5 separate regions of the Sus scrofa genome follow, and regions 1, 2, 3 and 5 are each linked to region 4. Evidence: chromatin contacts called from public Hi-C and targeted proximity ligation data. All regions are on one chromosome and are shown on one strand. The core of a region is the stretch at or near the end of the contact, and the rest is flanking DNA. Distances in the headings are between cores, read along the strand shown. Region 1 holds the start of CHTOP (chromatin target of PRMT1). Region 2 holds the start of NPR1 (atrial natriuretic peptide receptor 1). Region 3 has its middle 13 kb from the start of S100A6. Region 4 holds the start of JTB (jumping translocation breakpoint). Region 5 holds the start of S100A2 (protein S100-A2).

Region 1 (3,797 bases), core at 342-2,841, 290 kb before region 4:
CCCATTGGGCAGCGCCCTTCCCCTCCACCCTGCCATACCTGCCTCTTCACCCTGCTTCCCCTTCATCCCGCTGTTCCCTCCCCACCTTCTCACCCTTGCCTACCCTCCAACAGGGGCGCAAGAGTAGTGGGCCAGGCCTGCAACTCATCTTTCATTAAAGGCTCCTCTCTCACCAGCCACCAGCTGCTGTCTCTGGTCCTTCAGGGTTTGGAAATGGGTGGGGAAGTGAAGGCTGTTCACTCCCAAATTGCTTTATTTGGGGAGGGATCTTATTTTGGAGAAAGATCAAGGAACCATTACATCTTCCTACTTAAGGAATGCTCAAGGCCCAGAAAGGTAGAGGCTCAAGGTTCCAGCTGGAAGTGGCAGAGACATCAGCTTTTCAGCTTTGAAGCCAGAAAAATTGCCCTTCAACTTTCGAAGAATATGTGCTGAAGACCTACCCCGTGCTAGACATTGTGTGGAAACTGGGAATACAGCAGTGAGCAAAACAAACACAACCCTCACTGTCACATAGGTGAAGTCCAGTAAAGGGTGCCAAACCATTAAACATACACGTATAAATGCTAGGAAGGAAAATGAAAGGATCTCATGCGCCTTTAAGAGAGTGGAGGTGGAACTGAGGACATGTTCATTCACTCATTCTTCCAACATCTGAGCCTTTTTTTTTTTTTGGTCTTTTTTTGCTATTTCTTGGGCCGCTCCCACGGCATATGGAGGTTCCCAGGCTAGGGGTTGAATCAGAGGTGCAGCCACCTGGCCTACGCCAGAGCCACAGCAACGCTGGATCCGAGCCGCGTCTGCAACCTACACCACAGCTCACAGCAATGCCGGATCGTTAACCCACTGAGCAAGGCTAGGGATCGAACCCGCAACCTCATGGTTCCTAGTTGGGTTCCTTAACCACTGCGCCACGACGGGAACTCCCATCTGAGCCTTTTATTGTGTGCCCAGGTATAAGGAAAATGCCATATAGGTCTGCATCAAAATCCACATGGAAGCTAGATGGAGGGAGAAGACATTGGAATAGGTTGCGGGGACGCAAAGCTTCCCCCAAATAAGAATTTAACAATCTTCAGGCCAAATTGGGAAGGGAAGTGAAGAGAAAAATATGGACGGGCAGTGGTGCGTGGTGCAGGATCCAGTGAGGTGTGCTCCCTGCACTGGTCCCCAGGTGCGTTTATGGCAACCCACAACTCTAAAAGGGGCGTATGCTGAGGGGGGAGCCAGCGCAAATTACACCGGCCCGGTGGCTCTCGGAAGAAAGACCGAGTCATGTCGCGTAAAGAATTTTAGTCGGTCTGCCTTAGCTTTAGGGGTGGAGGGACCCGCAATGAAATACGAACTTCTTTTCTTAAGAGGACCAAATCCGCCTTGAACGTCCCAAATCACCAACTTGCAGCCGCCTTAAAACCCAAGAGAGAATATATTGGCCACGCCCCTTCCCGGGTGGGGCTCGGAGTGTAATACAGCCTAAAGCCCCGCCTTTTCCCTGGAGCTCCGCCTCATCCCCCGCGCAGGCGTAACACAAATTTTCCCGCCTCCTGCGCTGTGCGCAGACCTGACGTCTGACGTAATGGCGTCGACGCCATTTTAGCCGGTCCCATTCCGCACTGGGCGTGGCGGCCATTTTGTTTTGGAGAGCGAGCGGGAGTTGGCGGCAGCGGCTGTGGTGAAAGGCAGGAAAGGGCACGCCGGGCGAGCAGGCGAACCGGCCGACCGGACAGCCACCCAGCATCAACGAACTAACCTAGCATTCTACCGTTTAACACATACAACCAACCGCCCACCAAGTTAATCCGAGCCCCTCCACCGTCAACTCAGGTTCGGCCGGCCCCCGGCCAGCCTGTCGCAGCCGTGGTGGCAACCCCGGGAGGAGCACTGGCGTCCGTTTCCTTCGGTACGTTTCTGTGGTGAGAAGGAGGGCAAAAGTCTTGGGGAGCGCCCGGGCCCGGCGGTCGTGGAGTGGGAGCTGGTGGGATGTGGAAGCAGATTGGGTGTCGGGGAGTGGAGGCCCCGGGAGGGGGCGGAGCCCCTGAGAGGGAGGCGGGGGAGGCCCCGAGCTGGAAACTCGCTGCTGGAGGTTGGGATTTGGTAGGAATAGAAAGGAACATTGCTGGGCGGGTTGAGCAACGTTGGCGGTCCCGGACGGGGCTTTGAGATGGGAGTTCAGAGGAGGACTACACGGCTTTAGGGAACGTCAGAATGCACTGGCAGCTGTAGAGTTAAATTTTGTGGCGTGCTCTCTGGGATCGAACTCCCAGGTGAACGCCCATTTAGGAAACCTTTCCTACTCCATCCCTCCCCCACGTCCCCAGTCCCTTGCTAAGGTTCCTGCAAGACTTTGGAGTTGAAAGCCAATTTGTAAACTGGTAAACCTGTATCATCTCTCTAGAGCAGTGGTTCTGAATTTTGGCTGCACATGAGAAGCAGCAAGTTAGACACCACCCCCCCTCCCCGCACCACCTTCTAATTGCTGATCCCCAGACCTCACCAGCAGAGATTGTGCTTTAAATGGTTTGGGCCGAAGCTTCTGTATTTTGTGTCTGTCTTTGTTGTTGTTTTGTCTTTTTAGGGCCGCATATATAGAAGTTCCAAGGCTAGAGGTCGAATTGGAGCTGTAGCTGCCGGCCTAGACCACAACCCACAGCAACGCTAGATCCTTAACCCACTGTGCGAGGCTAGGGGTCCAACCCACATCCTCAAGGATGCTAGTTGGGTTTGTGACCGCGGAGCCATGAAGGGAACTCCTGTTGTTGTTTTTTAAAGCTCCTTGCAGCCAAGGTAGAGAAGGACCGCTCTAGATGAAAAGCCAAACACTTTCTTTGGCTAGGTCTAGGTCTGCCATTTTTGGAGGCTTGGGCAGGTATTTTCTGTCATGTGGCCTTGAAGTTTATTAATTCCAGATAACTTAGCTTCTAAATGTAAGCACCTGAAATGAGTTTTGGTGTGATCTTCAGTAGTCATTGAGACAGGCCTATTCATTCATTTTTGGTTTGGGCCTTTGGCCCTGTTGAAATGAGGTAGTCATCATTCTGATTTGCTCACTTTGCCCATTGTCTTTTGTAGATTCTCGGGATTTGAAGATGGCTGCACAGTCAGCACCGAAAGTTGTGCTAAAAAGCACCACCAAGATGTCTCTAAATGAGCGGTGAGGCAGCCAACAGCAACTTCAGCTCGTTCATAAGAAAACATTACTTAAGTTGGCCCTGGGTCCAATGCACAAAAACCAGTTTTAAGCTAAATACCAACAGAAGGCTACAGACCTCTGTTCTTAGTAGCATCTTATGTGGTACACAAAACAAATTGGGCGGTTGTTTCAAAACCACTTATCAGTAGATTTTTATGTTAAGCTGTCTGAAATATTTCTCTGGTGGGATGTATTTTAAAAGACTCCTCACACCCTCCATTTTCTTCACATTTTTTTTACATTGATACAGGGGTGGTGCAGCTTGGTAGCATGGAACCCCGGCTGCAGTAGGCTTGCTGCCCAGTCCAAGGCCAGCAGTGTTGTGTCTGGCCTGTAAGAGGCAGGTAGCAAGCTATGAATATGTCCAAAGGCCCTTGAATGTCATTCTTGGACCTTGTAAGAGGCACTTGCTTTGCTCCATTTCACTTTCTTTCCATTCTGCTTTTAGTTTGTTTTTGTTTTGGATTCTTTTGCGCTTAAGTGTTCTTCTCTTTCATTCCGTTAAATTCGACAGGAATAATAGAAGAGTGTCTTCACAAGAGCCTCAATGATTGAACTAATCTTAACTTTTCAGAAGTAATCAACTTGGAGTCAGAAAAAGTAATCA
Region 2 (3,733 bases), core at 60-2,559, 260 kb before region 4:
AGATCAGGGTTGAAAACATACTGACCAGGGAGAGTAGGAACTATGATGAACTAGACTCATCTCAAAGAAGTAATGGATACTTGGTTCAGACGATTGTTCACGGAAAGATGCAGGACCTATATTACCAGCTCTCCAACATCTTAACACAAGTCAGAAATCCAATATTCATGTGCATCTGCTAATTTTTAAATGCGGGCAATTTTTTTTTTTTTTTTTTTAGAGCCACACCTGCAGCATATCAAGGTTTCCAGTCTAGGGTTTGAATCCTACCTACAGCTGCTGGCCTACAGCACAGAAACGGTGGTGCCCCAGCCCACTGGGAGAGGCCAGGGATTGAACCTGCAACCTCATGGTTCCCAGTCAGATTCGTTTCCCCTGCACCAGGACAGAAACTCTAAGTGTGGGCAATTAAATTAGATATATACAGAGAGCACAGGAGAATACAGGCCAAACAAAACACGCCTGCCATCTTAAGTTGGTCCATGGGCTACCATTTGCTCTAGACCATAAGAACATTCAAAATTCTCCTAAATACATAGGAAACATATTTCCGTATTCTGCTTTCTCTGCACAGAATATCTTTCTCATTCTCCTACCCTTGTTGAATTATTTCTCTTTGGGGATTTTCCTGGCTCCATTGCAAGCAAAATAGCCCTCATCTGGAGTTCCTGTTGTGGCTCAGTGGAAACAAATCTGACTAGTATCCACAAGGACCAGGGTTTGATCCCTATCCTCGCTCAGTGGGTTAAGGATCCAGCGTTGCTGTGGCTGTGGCATAGGCCAACGGCTACAGCTCAGATTCGACCCCTAGCCTGGGAACTTCCAATGCCACAGGTCTGGCCCTAAAAACACAATAATAATACTAATAATAACAACAACAGCAACAACAACACTTATCTGGACCTCCAGCAATTTACCCCTCTCTTTGTTGTAGTACTTACCTGACTTATCTTAGGGCTATTTGTCCCAAATTGATAGACCTCCGCAAAGGAATGGGGTGTGTGTGTGTAATATATGTACATATACACGCATATATATATTGCTCTTTATGTCCTCAACATCTAGCGGGTGTTTTTCTTTTCTTTGTTGTTTGTTTTGCCCGCACTTGCGGCTGTGGAAGTTCCTGGGCCAGTAATCGAACTCAGCCACAGAAGCGACCTGAGCCTCTGCAGTGACAACGCCGTATCTTTAACCCGCTGAGCCTCTAGCTGGTACTTAATACGTATTAGGTCCTCAAGTTTGCTGATCTTTGGTCCAGCTTCGGCACCGGGTTGCCGCTGTTGGCCCCACAATACCGTCAATGACTCCTTCTGACCATTAGAGGGCAGACTAATTCCACAGCTGTCCCGTCAGCGGCCCAGCCGTCAAGGGCCCCCCAACACTATCCTATTGACGCCTCCGCTTGTCTTTTGCAACAGTCTCTCGCCACCCCCACAAATTTGATTTTAATAATCCCCCTCAATACAAACCAAACACATACAAGCCGGGAGGGGCCCTGAGGCCACACCTCTTCCCCCGCCAGCCACCCACAAGCTCTCCCTCCCACTTCGTACAGCCTTTTGGGAATGAGAGCGTTAACTCTGCCCTTGCACCTGGTCCTTTTTCTCCACTAATCCGCTCAATTTGGAAGCTGAGGGTGGGTGAGATCCTAGATGGACTGGTCAAGGGGACTTTGGATTCACCTATTTTAATGCCTTTTCTAGAAACCCTCACCCTCCGGCCCCACCCCTAGACGTTCACATCCAAACACTCACTTTTTCGGGCCAAGATCCCAAACCGGCTCCTCCTCCTCTCTTTCCCAGACGGAACGAGGTAGGAGCGGAGGGACTAGGTGGGACGCAAGAGACCCCCTGTCGTTCCCACGCAAATCTCTACTCAGTTCTCCCTGAGAGGGAGCCCCTTCTGTGGATGCCGCTTCTCGAAGTAGGAAGACATTTGGCCGCGGAGAAGCGGGAAGACGGCCTAAGGAAAAGCGCTCAGGCCAAGGGGCTCGGAGAGGCGGCGACTTCTGGGAGGGGAGGAAGGAGTTAAAGATCCAGGATTGGCTCTACGGTCGCGGAGTCTGGGAGGGGAAGCGGCGGGGAGGGAGGGTTCGGAGCTTGGCCTGGGTCCTCCCCTGTCCCCCCGGACTGCGGGAGACTTGGGCCGGCCGGACGCCCCTTCTGGCACAGTCTCTGTGCTAGGCGCTCACGCACACACACACTCCCTTTTCCCTCCCTCGCGCCCTCTACCATCCTTCTCCACCGAGCGCTTGCTCACGCTTTTTCTCTCTCCTAACACACGCGCACACACACATAACACGTTCTCACTCGCACTCGGGTTCTTTCTGCCCCGGAGCTCTCCTCGCACCCACCTGCTCCGCCGCGCCCTCGGCGCACCCCTGGGTCGCGCGCCCCTGGTGCTCCTGGCGCGGACTGTCGCAGCTGGAGGGGGCAACGTGCTCCGCGGGGAGCGTCCCCGCCCCGCTCCTCCTACCTCCCACAGGGGCGCGCCTGGTGCCCAGGACCGGCCACTGAGGCGGAGGGGACGCTGGAGGCCATGGTGGGAGCGCTCGTCCACCGCGGTGCCCGCTGAGGCCATGCCGCGCCCCGGGCGCCCCTTTGGCGCCCGCCTGCGCCTGCTGCTGCTCCTGCCGTTGCTGCTGCTCCCGGGCAGCTACGCGGGCAACCTGACAGTGGCCGTGGTGCTGCCGCTGGCCAACACCTCTTATCCGTGGTCGTGGGCGCGCGTGGGACCGGCGGTGGAGCTGGCCCTGGCCAAGGTGAAGGCGCGGCCGGACCTGCTGCCGGGTTGGACGGTCCGCACTGTGCTAGGCAGTAGCGAGAGCGCACTGGGCGTCTGCTCCGACACCGCCGCGCCCCTGACCGCGGTGGACCTCAAGTGGGAGCACAACCCCGCTGTGTTCCTGGGCCCCGGCTGCGTGTACGCCGCCGCCCCCGTGGGCCGCTTCACCGCGCACTGGCGGGTGCCGCTGCTGACCGCCGGCGCCCCGGCGCTGGGCTTCGGGGCCAAGGACGAGTACGCGCTGACCACCCGTGCCGGGCCGAGCCACGCCAAGCTGGGCGACTTCGTGGCGGCGCTGCACCGACGGCTGGGCTGGGAGCGCCAGGCGCTCGTGCTCTACGCCTACCAGCCGGGCGACGACCAGCCCTGCTTCTTCGTGGTGGAGGGGCTGTACATGCGGGTTCGCGACCGTCTCAACATCACCGTGGACCACCTAGAGTTCGCCGAGGGCGACCGCGACCACTTCACCCTGCTGCTGCGGACCGTGCGGCGCAAAGGCCGAGGTGAGAGGCGGCCCCACCGGTCCCGTCGCTTTGCCCCCACCCCCCACCGAGCCTCCCTCGGGACATCCTCTCTCTTCTCCCGGCCAGATTTTTCCTTCTCGCGGCCCCTCATTCCGGCCTCAGCCTTCTCCGCCCTTTCCACCTCTGAGAGTCTATTTCCCTCTTTCTCCATACCCCCCCACCTCGTCCCCATGCTCTCCTCTCTTCTCACCTCGCCTCTCCCCCCACTCCTTCCCACCGATTCCTCCGGAGTTAATGAGAGAGAGAGAGATTGAGAGAAGGAAAGAGAGAAAATGACTCGAGCCACCCTCTTTTTCTCCCCCATGTTCCATGTCTTCCCCATGTTCCATCTCTACCCTTCTGCAGCGTCTCCTCCGATTGCTCCCCGTGCCCTCTCCCCTCCCAGCCCCTCTCCCGCCTCCTGAGCGCACCTTCCCCACTTTTGT
Region 3 (3,586 bases), core at 54-2,553, 400 kb before region 4:
CAATGCCAGATCCTTAATCAACTGAGCAAGGCCAGGGATTGAACCTGCATCCTCATGGATTCTAGTCGGGCTCGTTAACCACTGAGCCATGATGGGAACTCCACAAATTGCAATTCCTAAGAGCCCAAACAAAATTCTTTGTTCTCTGCAGCCTCTATGCTGACTGTTGTCCAACAACCCCCGACATAATAGGATGCTTAAAAAGAACTTTTTCAAGGAGTTCCCGTCGTGGCTCAGAGGTTAACGAATCTGACTAGGAACTATGAGGTTGCAGGTTCGATCCGTGGCCTTGCTCAGTGGGTTAAGGATCTGGCGTTGCCGTGAGCTGTGTTGTAGGTTGCAGACGCGGCTCAGATCCCCTGTTGCTGTGACTGTGGTGCAGGCTGAAGCTACAGCTCTGATTGGACCCCTAGCCTGGGAACCTCCATATGCCCTAGGAGCGGCCCTAGAAAAGGCAAAAAGACCAAAAAAAAAAGGAACTTTTTCAATTGTCTCCCTTTTTGCTGTGGCCCCAAAGCAGAGGACAAGGGCTTAAGTCTCTACACCTACTGAAGAGAGGCTCTTGACCAGCTATGGAGAACTTTTTGGGAAGGAGGTGGACCAAAAACACAGTGTCCCTACCTATCCCTGGGAGTGAGGCAGGGTGTTGGCAGGGCTGCTGTTTGATCCCCACATCATCCCCATGGAGGGGAGGGCAAGGCACTTCCCCTTCACCTTAACCCCAGTGAGAACCACGCAGGGCTTGGGCTGCATCCTGTGGACACCCAAACTCTCCTGGCAAGAAGCTGGCTGCCCCAGCAGCAGGAGCAGAGAGACCTGGGCACTTGTCCAGTGTTGTGCACAGTCTCCTTTCTACCAGCAGAGGGCGTCCTTATAAGGGCACCAATCCCTTCCTGAGGTTTCCACCCCCATGACCTCGTCCAAACCCAATTACCTCTCCCAAAGGCCCCAACTTCTAAATACTAGTACATTGGGGATCAACATATGAATTTGGGGGGAACAATGATTCAGTCCATGGCGGAAGTCAATATAGGATTTAAAGCTGCAGAACCAGCTTTGTTTGCCAGAAAGACAAATGTAACAGCAATGTGAAAGACAAACTGGGTTTAACTCATTTTTCCTTATGGTAGGGCTGCCACCAGCAGGGCTGTGTGGCTCAGCCCTAAAGAGGAGAAGATGGGGTCTGATGTATGGTCCAGCCAGCTCTCATCCAAGCCTCTGGTCACGAGGTTCTTCCAGGCAATGCTTCGGCAATCCCACCACCCCAGACCTTTTAGGCGTCTCCGGTAGGCAGGGACTCGAGTGGGGACTGAATGGTCAGCAGGGGGCACCAAAGGACCAGTGATTGGACAGTCACAAGGCTGCTCAGCCCTCTCCTGCCACGTGGTGAAAAGGAAAGCCGGCCAGGTTCCAGACCCTGGCACAGCCTGATCCCATGGGCTCCATCCTGGCCTCAGATAAGAGGTCCAAAGAGAAAGGGGGTACGGTTTTTCCTCCAAATTCAGGGAAATACGCACACGTGCGCGCACACATACCACACAACACACACACACACACACACACACACACACACACACACACACACACACGTTTTTTTAAAGGCTCTTCCTAGATGAAAGAGGTTTTTACTTACCAAACTCAGTAATTTTCCTGATCACGTTTTGGATCATAATTTTGTGTGTTCCTAAAGTAACACTGTGGCTCTGAGCTGCGAGCAAGGACATTTCTCAGAACACAAAATATCAAGCCAGAGCTGGATGTGAGGTCCCAGAACTGATTCTGATCTGGTAATAATTTCCACTCTTGAGAGTAACTCACAAGCTAGGACTGCATTTGTGAATATATTTACCACCGGTAATCTGTAACTGGGAAAAGGAATGGACGGAAACCATCTTTATGTCCAAAGTTAAGGGACAATAGCAAATGCTAAACATCAGCAGGAGGGAACTATACATCTTCTTAAAATAGAAACTACGCACTTGTAGGAAGATTTGGTCAGAAAACAGAAAGGTTTGGGGGTTTTTTGTGAGGGAGGGGGACGCATTAAAAAGAGCTTTGAGGTGCAGTGGAAGCGAATCCGACTAGGAACCATGAGGTTGTGGATTCAATCCCTGGCATCGCTCAGTGGGTTAAGGATCCAGCATTGCCTTGAGCTGTGATATAGTTCACAGACGAGGCTCAGATCCCCCGTTGCTCTGTCTGTGGCGTAGGCTGGCAGCAATAGTTCCAATTCAACCCCTAGCCTGGGAACCTCCATATGCCACAGGTGCAGCCCTAAAAAAAAAAAAGAGTTTTGACTCATTCCTTGAAGCAAAGCTTGTCTTCCCTCCCCTGAGAGAGTAAGAGCTGGCACAGGACCTTCCTGCTTGGTTGAGAATTTGATTGTTTGCTCTCTGGTTTAAAGAATAAGTGATTACAGGGGTTCCCTCATGGCTCAGTGGTTAACGAATCCAACTAGGAACCATGAGTTTGCAGGTTGGATCCCTGGCCTTGCTCAGTGGGTTAAGGATCCAGCATTGCCGTGAGCTGTGGTGTGGGTCACAGAGGCAGCTCGGATCCCATGTGTTGCTGTGGCTGTGGCTTAGGCTGGCAGCTATAGCTCCAATTAGACCCCTAGCCTGGGAACCTCCATATGCCGCAGGTGCAGCCCTAGAAAAAAGAGAAAAAGACAAAAAAAAAGAAGAAGTGATTACAATGCCTGTATTTCAGTATTTTGGTATATTGCCTAATTTTTAGGTACCAAAATATTAATATTATTTTTGTCCTTTTTAGGGCTGCACCCGAGGCATATGGAGGTTCCCAGGCTAGGGGTCAAATCAGAGCTACAGCCACCAGCCTACACCACAGGCACAGCCACACAGGATCGGAGCCAAGTCTGAGTCCTATGCCACAGCTCACAGCAATGCTGGATCCTTAACCCACTGAGAAAGACCAGGGATTGAACCCACAACCTCATGGTTCCTAGTTGGATTTGCTTCCACTGTGCCACAACGGGAACTCCCGGTATTTTTTTTTAATCTGAAATATTAACCGCTTATATGTTGAGATGTACCTAAGAATTTTAGGTTATATTAAAATTTCAAATCAAAGGTTAACTGTGTTAGGAAGCATTCTTCTATACCTCCATAATCTGCAAAAAGTGACAGAAAATGGCAATCAACAAAGTAAAGAGGAGTTCCTGTTGTGGCTCAGCAAGTTAAGAGCCTAACATGGTGTCCATGAGGATGCAGGTTTGATCCCTGGCCTCGCTCGGTGGGTTAAGGATCCAGCATTTCTGTGGCTGTGGCACAACTCTCAGCTGCAGCTCCAATTTGACCCCAGTCCAGGAACTTCCATATGCCACAGGCTGAAAAAAAAAAAAAAAATGAAGAATAATCCCTATTACCCCTAAGCAAGGGATGTATGGGTGTTTCAGCACTGAAATTGATGCTGCTATAGGCTTCAAGTCCCCTTCAAGGAAATTAAACTCCAAGACCTCTGGCCACGGCTCATTGTAATGCCCCTTCCCCCACCTTGACCAGCCTGAGCTGCTCACTCTCTGCCAGAGAAGGAATATCGGCCACTCTGCACCCCGATGCTATATAAC
Region 4 (3,650 bases), core at 827-3,326:
GAAGTTAGTTATATGGACTCAATTTGCTTCCGGACCTTTTCCAGAGCCTTTCTGTCCAGTTGTCGCTGACGCACGATGACCAGGCAAGCAAAGACCAAGGCCACACCTACAACAGCCCCTTCGAATTTCCAGAATAAGTGTTGTTCCATCAGAGCTGAGCGGCAGCTAAGGGCAAGAAGAAACAGTTATTCCCAGGGAAGGCCACGTAGCCTCTCCCTCTAATCTCTTTCCTGCTTCATCCTAACCAAGATACATAGCTGAGGGAAGAAGAGGAAACCAAAGCCAGCCATTTATTCATTTATTCATTTATTTATTTGGCTTTTTAGGGCTGTACCCTCAGCATATGGAGGTTCCCAGGCTAGGGGTCGAATTGGAGCAGTAGCCACTGGCCTACACCACAGCCACAGCAAATGCCAGATCTGAGCCATGTCTGCGACCTACACCACAGCTCACAGCAATGCCGGATCCTTAACCCTCTGAGCAAGGCTGGGGATTGAACCTACATCCTCATGGATGCTAGTAAGATTCGTTTCCCCTGAGCCACGATGGGAACTCCCAGAGTCAGCCTTCTAATGTGTTTATAGCACATTAATCCCACTTGAATATTTAATTTGTTTTCTGGTGAGAAAAGCAGAGCTGTGTGAGCCAGTTTTACTGATGAGGAAATATGGCCAATAACATCGTGCCGAGGAGTAGAGCTGGGACTTGGGTTCGAGTTATTTGGCTCCAGATCCCCTCCTCTTTCCAATATGCCATGCTACCTCCAGACAAAGAGGAAGTGGGGGGACAATCTGCCTAAAGTCATAGGGAGCAAAGGAGGTGATCTAGGAGGTTTCAAGAAGAGAAGAAACACTTACCTCTTGAACTCATTCCTCTTAGATGAGCTGCATGTGATTTTCTCCACATACCCTGTGGAACTGCACTCAGGGGTAGTTTTCTGTCAGGAGGAAAGGACCAAAGCATATGTTAGGAAGTGGTGGCAGGAGAAGCAGAAGGCTGCCATTCAGAATGGGCAGGTGCCCAAGTGCTATGGCTCAGAGCTGGCAGGCAACAGAGAACTAATGAAGACTTCTGATGGCGATGATGAGGTGGTGGTTACATGATCAGGAGTATCTTTTAGCAAGAACACTTTGGGGCAAGACTCTAGGAGAGGTGACAGCAAGTTCTGGAGCCCACTGGAGTATAAATGAACCGAACACAGTTATTAACTGAATGTTGCCATTAACTTGAAAAGAGCATTTTTGGGGGGCGGGGGGAGGGGGACAAGTTCAGATGTGGACTTAGACTGCAAGGAAAAAGAAGACAAGACAATGCAAAGGCACACTTAGTTAATTTGATGTGAGGAAAGAGGGAGAGAAAACAGATACTCACAGCCTGGAAATTAGAACATGGAGCACACTCTTCTGCCACCACAAACTCTTCCACCAGCCAGCACCGCAAATTTGAGGTGCTCACTAAAGACGGAGAGAAAATGCAAGCCCCAGACTTCGTTCAGGAAGTATTTCTCCCCAAAGTTCTGCCCATCGACTTCCTAACCCCGCTGAATGGCCTCATTTCACGTGGTGCCGCCCTTTTCCACTCGTGTTCTTGGTATACGGGAAGATATAAACACAAAACAAAACAACTATAGGGGTGTCGGGTTCCTAGACATCACCCACCTGAAAGTTTCTCCTCGCGCACGGGAGCTTCTGCTTGGCTGCAGCGGGTGACGGGGGGGAAAGGGGCAAAAGTCAGTAGCCAGAAAACTGGGAACTGACCCACCTCCGCGGTCCAGGGACGGTCTCCCTCACCCCAGGGGGCGGGGACGACCCGCTACCGCCATCCCCTCCTTTTCCCTGCCCTCAGCCCCTCCTTACCAGAGCTTTAAAGTGAAAGCGCAGAGCAACCAGCAGAGGTGGTGGCCCTGGGGGAGGCCACGCCTCCCCGCGCCCGCAGGCATGGAGTGCTCAGCGTCGCACCTGTCGGGACACAGGGACCTGCTTGACTGGCCTCGTGCCTCGGTCGGAACGCAGAGGCGGCGCTTACTCAGCAGTCCTCGGGGAAGTTCCAATTCAGGGCTACGAAAAGCTGGTTTGCCTAACAGATCAAAGACTCTATCAGGACATTCCCATGACCACGGCAAGAAAAGGCAATAAGCATTTGTTGGCTAGGACCGTGAGTTTCCTTCGGACCCGTCAGATCCTCTCCAAGGGCCGAAAGGGCGTAGGGCCTAGCACTCCCTCGGCTCCGCCTCCACTCCCGGCGCAGCCATCTTGCTCCGCGCAGGACCCTGGGTTTTTCCAAAGTTAGGCCAGTCGTCGGAAGCGGAGGCCCGCGGGTTGCCTGATGGGCCTTGTAGTCTTCCGGGCTAGGTGGCGCCTCGCCGGTGCTCCCCGGGAAATGGATCCCCCTGCTTTTGTGCGGTGAGACGCGACCCATTGGCTCGACGCCCCGTTGCATTATGGGCCTGGTAGTCTTTTGCGGGAACTGGGGAAATGGCGGTGGTCGGGTTCGAGTTATCGGTTCGTTGCTCCCTAGGCTGTGGCTGGTTTGCTTTTCTGGGCTAGAACAGTGAGAAGTAAACGGAACTATACGTCTGCCTCTCAGGACTTTCTCCCTCCTTAATGGGATTCACAGGAATTCTCGTTGTGGCTCAGCGGTAACGAACCCCACTAGCATCCATGAGGATGCGGGTTCAATCCCTGGCCTCCCTCAGTGGGTTAAGGATCCGGCGTTGCAGTGGCTCTGTGTAGGCTGGCGGCTACAGCTCGGATTGGACCCCTAGCCTGAGAACCTCCATATGCCGCGGGTGCAGCCCTAAAAAGACAAAACACACACACAGGATTCACCATTAAGCATCGGACTTTTAAATACCCTTCTCCCTTCCCACCTCCATCGGAAGTCAAGGGGAGATCCTGGGTGGGCGGTCCAGAGATGGCAAAACTGCATTTTTTCCTCCTTCCAGGGGCCAGAATACCAGAGATCCAAGGTGAAAGTGAAGCCTTCCCCTGTCTCTGGGCTTTCACTCAGCTCTACCCAGGGTTCACCTCTCCTGTTAATTGCTAAATTAACCCAGAGCTGGTCCTTTGAATAACCTCCTCAGATGTTCTCAGCTGTCTCTTGCTCCTACCTAATGCAATGAGGAGAGCTTGAGATGTGAAGTCCCAAGAAGTGTTGAGTCCAAGTTCAGGTGCTTAAGCTAAATGACTTTAGGACTGTATCTGAATGGCAGTGTTCTGTGTCAAATGGAAATACTAATGTGCATTTTCTAGGTTTCGGTATTTTTTTTTGGCAAGATGCAAATGAAATGTTTATAAAAATACTTTATTCTCTTCTAATTATACTGCCTCACATTTACCTTTTAGAGTCAACATTTAGCTCACTGAAGTTGGCATTATCCTTGTTTTATGAATAAGATCAGAGTGTGTCACCTGTCCAAGATCACACAGCTAATAGAAGAGCTGAGGCTTAAGCCCAGACTTTCAGGCCACAGGTTTTTATTTTTCGTTTTTTAATTACTCAATGAATTTATTACATTTATAGTTGTATAATGATTGTCACAATCCAATTTTATAGGATTTCCATCCCATGACCCCAGCGCATGCCCCCACCCCCGTTTTTGTTTTTGTTTTTTGCCTCGCTTGTGGCATGTGGAAGTTCCCAGCCAGGGA
Region 5 (3,385 bases), core at 301-2,800, 360 kb before region 4:
ACCATCACAGCCAGCGCCTGCTCCAGGGGACTGGACATCTTGGATCTGGGCTGCAGGGGTGACAGGTGATGGAGGTGTCTCAGTCCAGGCTGCAGGACCCAATTCCGTCCTTGGGCCCCAAACCGCCTTGCCAAGCCTCTCTGAATGGGCAGGGAGAGCCACGTCTCCCCCTCAGCCTATGGCTCCCAGGGCAGAGGCCAGACCCCCACCTCACCCTGGGGGCAGATGCTAGAGCTTCCCCTGTGTTTGCAAGGGCCTCATGTCTCCTCCATCACACTTGGGGCCCACCCCTGAGGACAGGGCCCCCCCACCCTTTGAATGTCTGTGGAAAGGACATGACAAAATGTGGCCAGAGTCCCACCTGGGATCTACTCTGTGCAGCTCTGTGCCAGCCAGTGGCTCTGTGCCAGCACTGGGGAGACGGGCAGCTCCATGTCCAGTCAGTGGGGCACCCTGGGCTCTGACAGTAGCCAGGCCTACGCCTAGGGGTCCGAGGTTCCCTGAGGAGTCAGTTCCTCCCTCAGCCAGAGGGTGTCACTCTCCCATCTAACTGGAAGCTCCCTGGGGCAGGTCTGTTTCTTCCCTCAGACGAGGGCCTCTCAAGGGTAGGATAGAGCATGTGTCTCCCCTCATACTGGAGGCCCCTGAGCCAGGGGCACTGACTCTGTGCAGACAGGGCATGGGTCGGGTGGAGGCAACCGAACACCCGCCTCAGCCTCCTCCACCAGGAAGGCGGACTGGATTTAAAGACATGAAAAGCCCAGCACCCTAGGTTCAGGGTGGAATCTGGGACCAAGGATAGGCTGGGGATGTCAGCTTTTCCAAAGCCCTGCCTCTGGACAATGCCCAGACCAACCCGGGAGTGTTAGGCGGGTCCCAGGTTGCAGCCAGAGGCCCTGGGCTCAGGGAGAGCCCCAGGCCACCCTGCCAGCCCTGCCTTGGGAGTTGGGAGAAGACAGGAAGCCCAGGCCAGAGCTCCTCAGGGCAAGGACCCAGGAGGGCCCATGCGCTTGAGATCCCTGGCTCTCGTTCCTGAGTCCTGCTTGCAATCCAGGACTGTGCAAAACACAGACAAAAACAACAGGATTCTTATTAAAGCATCCCGACCCCCCCCACACACACACTTCATACTCCTGGGCCTAGACCCCCAAGAAGGTGCCTCTAGATGGCCCCCCAGACTGAGAGACCCAGGAGAGAGCCTCAGAATAACCCCTAAACTGAGACCTCACAGAGGAACCTGGAAACAGCCTCAATCGGAGGAGGTCCCCGCAAATGCGGAGAACCACAGAGGCCCCAGGTCCCGTCCAGAGGAGACAAAGATCAGGACACGGGGACAAAGACAGAGGCCCACGTGGGTCCTCCTCACCCAGCCCCCAGCAGGACAGAGATACTCACCAGACCTGACGGCAGAGACAGGCTTGGGAAGGAAAGTGAAGGGCCTGGTGCCCAGCGTGCAGATTTATATGCCAGCCCCACTGGCCCCCAACTTGGCCCTTTAAGGAAACCAAACCTGCCCTAACATGATTGCGCCAAAGCCTGGCATCCTGCCACCCCCACCCACTCCTTCCCAGCCCCCTCCCTCCCTGACACAGCCAGCTCCCCTCCCGCCTCTCACCAGGCCAAGGGCAGCTCCCTCCCCCTACCCCACCCAGGGCCACGAAAGGGAGCTGGAGGTGTCCTGAGGAAGACACCTGGGCGCCTGGGCGCAGGCCAAGGGGAGGCAGCCTCGTTCCCGGCATCTGGAGACAGACTACGCAGGCCTCGTTCCCGTGACGCATCCCTGAGAGTCACGGCTCATTCATGTATCAGAGCTGCAGGTGCACATGGGACTTCACAGGTGTGTGTGCGTGTGTGTTTGCTGGGAGTCAGAAGGTGACATCAGAAAGAAGAGAGCAGGGGCAACCTCAGAGAATGAAGGAAACAAAGTTACATGTATTTATTTATTTATTTGTTTTGCCCTCGCATGTAGAGGCCCCAGGCCAGGGATCGAACCTACACCACAGCAATGACCAGAGCCACATCAGTGAGAAGGCTGGATCCTTAACCCACAGAGCCACCCAGGAACTCCTAGAGTTACTTTTAATAGCTGGCACAAGAATACCTTTGAATGACACAACAAGGAAAGCAGGTGTGCTTAGAAAATACCTGGAAAGGCCCCCCCTTGGGGTAGGAAGGGGTCTGGAAGGAGAGAGGGAGGCGGTGAGAGGTGGCCATGGCCCCGTCGCCGTCAGCTGGGCTGAGCACAGTCTGGGTGTGAGGGGAAGCCCCAGGAGGGTTGAAGGGAGAGGAGGAAACTCGGGCCTCCTCCAGCCTGGGAGGTAGGCACGTGAGGAGGGACCAAACTGCTTCCCAAGCCAGGAGACCAGGCCTGGGGTGAGGCCACTGCCACAGCCACCCCACCCACTCCAACGGCCCCCTTTCCATACTCAGAGAGAGGCAAACACTGCAGCCTTTCAGCCCCAGCCCGGGGGAAGGGCTTTCAGGGCCGGGTAGGCTTCCAGCTACCCCTTCCCAGGCCCGGCTGGCCTGCCGCCCCATCCAGTCCGGGCACCGCCCTTCCTGTGGGCCCAGCTCCCCTCCCCCTCCAGATGGCCACCAGCCCCTTTCCCCTCCCCCAGCGCCCCTAGTCCTAGGTGACTCACTCGTGGTTCCAGGCCCAGATGCCCAGGCAGTGACTCAGCGGCACCGCCCTCCTCCCCCAGGGCAGCCGCAGTCCCAGGGCAGCCAGCCGAAGCCCCAACCCAGCTTGGGAGGGGAGGGCACCGCACGGAGACCCTTCTGCACATATTTTCAGCTCTACCCTAATAATCTTTATGTCTCCTTTCATCTCCACAACAGGCTACAGAATAGGTTCACTGTGGATTCCTGTTTCCTTGAAACCTGTGATTCTTAAATATGAATGTACCAAAGGAGAGGAGTGTCGGTCATGATGTCACAGCGAAGCTCAGACTGAGAACCCACAGACCATCAGACATGACGCCGGGCTGCGCTCCTACTGCGGGGGGTCACCATGGGACTTGGGGACAGCCTGAGCAGCAAAGATCAACTCAGGCCTTGGGACCCCCAGCTCCCTCTCCTACACCTCTGCAAAGCCACCCAGTGTCCCTCCTCCCCAAGGCACTTGGACCCCTCGTGCTAGGCTCCTCCCCATCAAAACCTATAGCTTGGAATTGCTCACGCTGAGGGTGGGGACCAATGGGGCGCAACACCTTGCTTTTCACAGCACTTCTTCATTCTTTTTTGTTTTTTGTTTTTTGTCTTTTGAGGGCCAAACCCACAGCAAATGTGGAGGTTCCCAGGCTAGGGGTCGAATTGGAGCTGTAGCCACCAGCCTACACCAGAGCCACAGCAACGCCAGATCTGAGCCACCTCTGCGACTGATACC

What was found. A called contact is a pair of places that touch in the nucleus more often than the background predicts.
Region 1: a Hi-C map of liver shows a contact between it and region 4, with 4 times the contacts expected there. A contact is called at or near these places in 1 of 5 promoter capture datasets (fetal skeletal muscle), 1 of 47 Hi-C or Micro-C datasets (liver) and 2 of 2 datasets of targeted methods (alveolar macrophages and skeletal muscle).
Region 2: a contact with region 4 is called in a Hi-C map of omental adipose tissue, with 2.5 times the contacts expected there. A contact is called at or near these places in 3 of 5 promoter capture datasets (fetal liver, fetal skeletal muscle and liver), 25 of 47 Hi-C or Micro-C datasets (adipose tissue, alveolar macrophages, brain and 14 more) and 2 of 2 datasets of targeted methods (alveolar macrophages and skeletal muscle).
Region 3: a contact with region 4 is called in a Hi-C map of subcutaneous adipose tissue, with 2.3 times the contacts expected there. A contact is called at or near these places in 10 of 47 Hi-C or Micro-C datasets (embryonic fibroblasts, epiblast stem cells, fetal skeletal muscle and 6 more).
Region 5: a targeted proximity ligation map of alveolar macrophages shows a contact between it and region 4. A contact is called at or near these places in 1 of 47 Hi-C or Micro-C datasets (subcutaneous adipose tissue) and 1 of 2 datasets of targeted methods (alveolar macrophages).

What each region holds. Positions count from the first base shown.
Region 1 is chr4:96,003,408-96,007,204 of Sscrofa11.1, reverse strand. It overlaps CHTOP (chromatin target of PRMT1), which reads left to right and starts at 1,591. Exons shown (of 6, transcript NM_001243268.1): 1 at 1,591-1,900; 2 at 3,070-3,151. The coding sequence starts at 3,087. It overlaps S100A1 (protein S100-A1), which reads left to right. Exons shown (of 4, transcript XM_021089808.1): 4 at 1-179.
Region 2 is chr4:95,971,829-95,975,561 of Sscrofa11.1, reverse strand. It overlaps NPR1 (atrial natriuretic peptide receptor 1), which reads left to right and starts at 1,309. Exons shown (of 22, transcript XM_021089806.1): 1 at 1,309-3,287. The coding sequence starts at 2,579.
Region 3 is chr4:96,109,593-96,113,178 of Sscrofa11.1, reverse strand. No RefSeq gene overlaps it. Among named protein-coding and RNA genes, the nearest start is that of S100A6, 13 kb to the right of the region's middle.
Region 4 is chr4:95,712,352-95,716,001 of Sscrofa11.1, reverse strand. It overlaps JTB (jumping translocation breakpoint), which reads right to left and starts at 2,076. Exons shown (of 5, transcript NM_001128468.1): 1 at 1,857-2,076; 2 at 1,659-1,696; 3 at 1,372-1,454; 4 at 858-937; 5 at 1-165. The coding sequence starts at 1,939. The coding sequence ends at 9.
Region 5 is chr4:96,071,661-96,075,045 of Sscrofa11.1, reverse strand. S100A2 (protein S100-A2) reads right to left here and starts at 1,550. Exons shown (of 3, transcript XM_001929556.5): 1 at 1,396-1,550; 2 at 1-50. The coding sequence starts at 38.